2 separate regions of the Pan troglodytes genome follow, and region 2 is linked to region 1. A link is a contact called in public capture Hi-C data. All regions are on one chromosome and are shown on one strand. Each heading gives the region's core, a stretch centred on a gene start, on an enhancer-like site or on the middle of the called end of the contact. The rest is flanking DNA. Distances are from core to core; before and after follow the strand shown. Region 1 has its middle 37 kb from the start of PRAME. Region 2 has its middle 100 kb from the start of GGTLC2.

Region 1 (3,243 bases), core at 505-3,004:
ATTATAGATGCTTGCCACCACATCCGGCTAACTTTTTTGTATTTTTAGTACAGACGGGGTTTCACCATGTTGGCCAGGCTGGTCTCAAACTCCTGACCTCAGGTGATCCACCTGCCTCGACCTCCCAAAGTGCTTGGATTACAGGCGTGAGCCACCTCGTCTCTCTGGCTACTTTTAAGGCTACATTTCTTCACCACATTTCTTCATCATCATTTTAGCATAAAATTGCTAAAATGTTTTTTAGCAATTTGATGATGATGAGTGTTGTTGTTCTCTTTATGTGGGGTGTGAGTGTGTGTGTGTGTGTGTGTGCACACACGCTCTGGAGTGTTCTCTCAAGTGTCTTTGGATGGTTCTTTTCTCTACCAGAGGTTGTTTCCTCCCACATATGTGCTCATCAGTGCTCACGAACATTTGCAGACTCCAGAGTCCTCTCTCTTTGCAACTCTCTCCTCTTTGTTACTCTTCCCTTTGGACTGTTTTGGTTTGTTTTTAAATCTTTTAATTCCCCGGACTCCTACTCTGAGAGGGGGAATTCCATGCAGTGAGGTTTAGGGATACATTCTCAGGAAAGAAGTATGGGAGGCATGAGTGGGAATGTGTTACAATTGAGTGCTCAGCTGCAACACACTTCAAGGCCATCCTAAATTAAGGCCTGACTTTGGGACTGAGGCATCAAGCAGTCATCGCACCTGAGCCACGCTCTGACATGGGCAAACTTTTGGGGGAGGCCATTCTTTGCAATCAATGGCATTTTCCGGTGGGGAACAGCTGTGAGAAGCCAGGGCCTCCCAGCAGCCTTGGGTGTATGGTGGATGGGTGAGCCCTGAAAGGGGAATCTTGATGGACACCACACTGCCCATTGTGGTGGCCCTCCCTGTTCAGAATATGAGGATGTCATGGAGCTGGGGCTTGAGGGTCTCAGTTAAACATGAGAAGTTCAGAATGATCTGGGGCATTTGGGCCACAGAAAAGCAGCACTGCCTTAGGTCCAGTCACCATACAGAAGGAAATCCAGGGACCATTACCACTCAATGGCTGTCTCCCTCTGACTATCCTTACACTCAGGTCATCTTAAGCCCAGACACAGCCACTCTGGACAATACCAGGACAGTCTGGTCCTGCCAGCCCCAAGTCCTCTCCTGACCTAACCCACTCTCTTCAGAGTCTCCCTGGAGGGCTTGGAGGCCAGGGCACCCTGGGGTCTCAGATCCAGGAAAACTGAGCCAGACCTGCCCATGGCTGTGTCCACAGTCCTGCTGGGGCCGGAGGAAGTGAGTGACACAGACAGAAAAAGGGTTTGTGTCTCACTTTTCCATCTGCCTGTGTCACTGTGAGTTGAGTAGCATGGTTGTCTATCAACTGATAGTAATAATCAGCCTCATCCTCAGCCTGGGCCCCAGTGATGGTCAGGGTGGTTGTGTTGCCTGATTTGGAGCCAGAGAATCGCTCAGGGATCCTTGAGGGCTGGTCACTGCTATCATAGATGACCAGCACGGGGGCCTGGCCTGGCTTCTGCTGGTACCAGTGTTCATAAGAGCCTTCCATGCTGTCTCCCTGGCAGGTGATCCTGGCCATTTGTCCCAAGGCCACAGACACTGCAGGCACCTGAGTCGGCCCAGAGGAAATAACGGAGCCCACAAGAGAGGACAGGAGAGGTGAGTCTGAGGATGAGGGCCTCATTCCCAGAACCCCACACCCTGCATCACTCCCTATGTTGAGTTGAAGGTCAGGGCCAGGCTGATCTTGATCCCACTGGGGGCTGAGCCTGGGAGGCAGCACCTGTGCAGAGAGTGAGGACGAGCAGGGGAGGGGTCCAGGCCATAATGGAAATGCCCCAGAGCTCTGCCTCTGAGTCCACAGCTGGGAAGGGACCTTCAGGCCTTTCTTATCATAGAAAGGGGAGTCTCTTCATGCAACTCTACTTCCTTTATTCTTAATTCTTTGTTAGTTGGTTCCCTGTTAAGCAGCGGATGTAAATCTGCTCTCCATTCTTTAAAATGTATGTCGAAGTTCTTGTCTGACCCTATGTCTGAGGACATTCTCTGCGTAATTTTTCAAGATTAGAAGAAGAGTCAGGTGGGTTTCAGGATTCTACTCAATAGAAGGGGCCAGAAAGGAAATGACTCAAGTACTACCAGGGACTTGGAGCCATTAGTGTCCCAAACCAGGGGTCACAGTGCCCCCTGGTGCCCACAGGACAAATGTCATCCTGTATGTATCAATAGATCATACAGCAGAATGACTACCTTGGATTTTTGCGGGGCGGGGGTTAGTTTTTGTGTGTGTGTGCGTTTGTGTGTGTGTGTGGTGGAGTCTCACTCTATTGTCCAGGCTGGAGTGCAATGGCACGATCTGGGCTGCAGAATGACAACCTTTTTTTTTTTTCTTTTTGTGATGGAGTCTCACTCTATCATCTAGGCTGGAGTGCAATGGCACCATCTGGGCTCACCGCAACCTCCGCCTCTCAGGCTCAAGCTATTCTCCTGCCTCAGCCTCCTGAATAGCTGAGATTACAGAAGGGCACCACCATGCCTAGCTATTTTTTTTTTTTTTTGTATTTTTAGTAGAGATGGAGTTTCACCATGTTGGCCTGGCTGGTCTGGAACTCCCGGACTCCAGTGATCCCCCACCTCGGCCTCCCAAAGTATTGGGATTACAGGCATAAGCCACCATGCCTGGCCTACTTTTGAGCCCTTAATATATGCCAGATGCATTGGTGAGTGTTTTGCAAGTATAACTTCATGAAAACTTGCATCATATGGAGTAGGAAGATGAGGAGCCCTATGCTCAGGGCCCAGATTTTATTACGGAATCAATATTGGGAGGTGAAGTTTTTTCCCCAAGTTCCCCAGACAGTAGTGAGTGGAGTCCCAGTTCCATCCAGGAAACGAACCTCAGAGCATGACCTTCCAGCCCCTCCCTGCCCTGCCTCCTGCACCCTGCTCCATCTGTTCCCCCTACCCAAGGTCTTTGGGGTCCCTCTTGTTTTCATTTGCCAGTGCTGCCATCACAAGATACCAAAGAACTAGTGGCCTCAACAGCAAAACTTATTTTCTCAGTGCTGAAGCTGGAAAGTCCAGGGTGAAAGTGTTGGTAGGACTGATTTTCCCTGAGGCCTCTCTCCTTGGCTTGCAGGTCGTTACCTCCTTGCTGTGTCCTCACATGGTCTTTCCTCCGCCTGCTCATCTCTGGTGTCTGATTTCTGTGTGTGCAAATTTTCTCTTCTAAGGAGAACACCAG
Region 2 (3,243 bases), core at 528-3,027, 150 kb before region 1:
CCTGCTCATGGCTTTGTCCACAGTCCTCCTGGGGCAGGAGGAAGAGGATGAAATAGAGGGGGAGGGGTTTATGTCTCACTTCCCTGTCTGCTTGTGTCACTGTGGGAAAAGTACCACTGCTGTCTGCTGATTGACAGTAATAGTCAGCCTCGTCTTCTGCCTGGACTCCACTGATGGTCAACGTGACTGTTGTCCCTGAGCTGGAGCCAGAGAATCGCTCAGGGATCCCTGAGGGCCTCTCACTGTCTTTATATATCACCAGCACAGGGGCCTGGCCTGGCTTCTGCTGGTACCAATAAGCATATTGCTTTGGCAATGCATCTCCAGAGCAGGTGATCCTGGCCGTCTGTCCTGGGGACACTGACACCGAAGGTGGCTGTGTCAGCTCATAGGAGGCCTCAGAGCCTGCAAGGAAGAGCAAGAGAGGGGGCTTGAAGACAAAGGACCCATTCCCAGGAGTCGCACCCAGAGGCTGTGTCTGGGCTTTGCTCAGGATTCAGGGCTGGCTTAACTTGGGATCTGTGGGGAATAAGACTGGAGCAGGGCCTGGAGCAGGGCCTGGGGACAGCACCTGTGCAGAGAGTGAGGAGGGGGAGAAGTAGAAGGATCCAGGCCATGGTGAGACACCCAGAGTTCTGCCTCCTGGACCCACAGCACAGCTAGGCTCCCCAGGCCTCTCTTATTCTCTCTCAGGCTTTTTGGGGTAGTCAGTGTTTGGTGTTTATGCAAATTTACTTCCTCTGGGACTCCTCCTGGAGAGATGTCACCCAAACCAGCTGTGGGGGCAGCACAGGCGACAAGAGGAAGAAGAAGCGGCAGGATCTCTGGTTAGAAAATCAGCTGCAGCCTTGAAGCCCTGTGATCGCAGTCACCTTCTTGGGAATTGACTTCATGACCACTGTCCCAAACCTCGTTGACCTGGGGTCTGTCCTGGGCCAGGCTCAGCAGAGCTGTGGACCTTCCAGGAGGTTGGCCATGGGGCTGAGCTGGGCCCTGCCGAGAGATCATGCTGACACCTGACTCAGCAGCAGGTGGCCCAGGGACCCATGATCTTCCTCCTCCTGGTCCCTCAGACTCAGTCCCCTCTTGTTCATTTCATCTAAATGCTGTGCTGTGTCATTAGGACACTTGCTAATTATTCAGTAGGAATATTTGGGTCATTTAAGCAACCACACACCCCTGTGGAGTCAACAGGGCCTCTGGTCTCATTTCAGCCATGGTGCTGCTCCTTCTATACCATTCCCTCATTGCCACAAGAGATAAGCAATTGGCACCCTCAGCTCGTCTGTTATTTATTTATGTTTTTCTCATCAATGTTTTATGTAAACTTGCAAAAAGAAGCAGAAAACCATAGTGGACTGAGAATCTAACTTTAGGCCCCATGGATTCTGTCACGGTTCCAGGGTCCCAGGGTCGCAGGGTCCCAGGGTCCCAGGGTCATGGTCTCTGCACAGCATGTGAGCTCCAGAGGATGGGTGGTCCCTGGTTACTCCAGCCAGGTTCCTGGTTATTGTCCTGTCACTGAGCATGGACAGGTCCGGGGTCAGAGCTGTGGCCTGAGGCAGGTGAGAATCCCCATCCCTCTGGAGAGTGTCTCCTCGATGAGGCTGGTGATGCCCCATGCAGGGACCAGGGCCCCAAATACTTCAAGCCACCCACCTGAGACTCCCCTAAGCACAGGAGCTGCCCTTGAGTCAGAGTCTGCCTGGAGATGGAAGGAAAGGCAGAGGGAGGGTAGGCAGAGTGTATCTGGAAGTGCCCACGACAGAGGGCTCAGCTCCCCAGGACACTGCTGGACAGGGCAGGACAAGGCCCTGAGAGTGGCAGGAGGCTCAGGCAGCCATCCTGGGTGAAGAACCCAGGCCCTGGGAGCCCCGTCACCTCACACTGTGCCCCTCCTAGAGCACCTCGACCTCAGGACTTCTCCCAGGGAGTCCCCTTCCTAAGGAAGCTGCCCAAGCTGACACCTGGGCCCAGCCTCCTCCAGCAGCATTTCCCAGGTGAGGCCTTCACTGTGCCGGGCTTCTGTCAGTGTCCTGGGGTAACATTATATGAGTCTGACCCTCAGAACGTGGTCACTGCAGCCTGAGGGGATAGGATGAACTGTCTTCACTTTCAGTCTGAAGACTGATTCTTGGACACCTGTTGAACCTCAGGCAGGCCTTCCTCTTTTCCCCAGCTGGGCAGCCCCAGCCTCTCTCCTCACTGCTCCTGGCTGCAGCCCTGCTGCCCCCAACTGGTGGAGGAGACTCAGCCCAGGAGCTTTTTCCTTCCAGGTGACCCCACAGCACCTGTCACCTCAGAAGTTGAGGACCAGAGAGTCCAGCCCCATTCTGTGCCAGTGTGACCCAATCTGCCCTGCCCAGCCCACCACAGAGAGGTCACACATGCAGTGCAGGGATGTGGGGCAGGAGCAATTGCTATAGAAGTGTCTCAGGGTTGAAATGCCCTACTCTAGTGGTTTTGTTCCGTCAGGACTAATTAGAGTAAGTCAACTGAAGCTCTTCTGCCAAGCTTTCAAAGTCCAGAGAGACGTGCGTGCCATCCTACATGGACCCAGGCTTTCTATGCACTTAGGAAGCAAACTGGTGCACCTCCCACCCAGCAAGAGCAGCTATGATTCACTGCAATCACCGCATGTTTCTGGCACTGCAGCTTAGTTGTGAGCTAACATCACCATCGTTGGCAGATTAATTTCATGTTTATGTTTATTTCATTCCACACTTCTCAGAGTTTCTGCAGGGAGGATTTCCGTACTAGCCTAGTCTGTTTTCCTGATGAAACTGGGACTCTCCTGCTTATTCTTAGCTGGCAGCTACTGTTCCCACCATATAGAAAGCAAGCTCTTTTTGAGTCCCTTTCTTGGAATCTCTGCAGAGGAAAGACAAGAAATTCCATGTCTGAAGCCCACTGAAGCCCACTAAATGACATCCCCCCATTCTCATGACTTCCATTGTTTTTCTATCTTTTAATTTTGAATGAAGAAAAGTGCTTCTTCAGTTCAGTATAAGCCTCCTCACTTCGCAGCAGGTAACACTGTGGCCAAAAGAAACTAAGTGGCTCAGGAGAACAGAGAGCAGTGGGGGCAAGTCCAAGAGCTGATCCAGGTGTCCTGAGTTATGAACCTGGGCCCTTTGGGGCAGAGCTTAACCAGGGTGGGGAGGGACGGGGCATGAGGGCCAGGCAGGCAGCAGGGCTGTGTCCCATGGACACACTGCCATCCCCCGTCATGGCCTAGCAATG

Evidence for each region. Capture Hi-C pulls out chosen DNA fragments and counts their contacts.
Region 2: a contact with region 1 is called in a capture Hi-C map of stem cell-derived neural stem cells, with 3 times the contacts expected there. The contact joins two enhancer-like sites. A contact is called at or near these places in 2 of 7 Hi-C or Micro-C datasets (induced pluripotent stem cells and stem cell-derived neural progenitor cells) and 1 of 1 other capture datasets (stem cell-derived neural stem cells).

What each region holds. Positions count from the first base shown.
Region 1 is chr23:24,580,747-24,583,989 of NHGRI_mPanTro3-v2.0_pri, reverse strand. No RefSeq gene overlaps it. Among named protein-coding and RNA genes, the nearest start is that of PRAME, 37 kb to the right of the region's middle. Within about 2 kb of position 1,754, at least 1 of the 24 cell types and tissues checked has an H3K27ac peak or open chromatin away from gene starts, as enhancers often do. A contact at or near this core is called in stem cell-derived neural stem cells, where this site is marked.
Region 2 is chr23:24,730,260-24,733,502 of NHGRI_mPanTro3-v2.0_pri, reverse strand. No RefSeq gene overlaps it. Among named protein-coding and RNA genes, the nearest start is that of GGTLC2, 100 kb to the right of the region's middle. Within about 2 kb of position 1,777, at least 1 of the 24 cell types and tissues checked has an H3K27ac peak or open chromatin away from gene starts, as enhancers often do. A contact at or near this core is called in stem cell-derived neural stem cells, where this site is marked.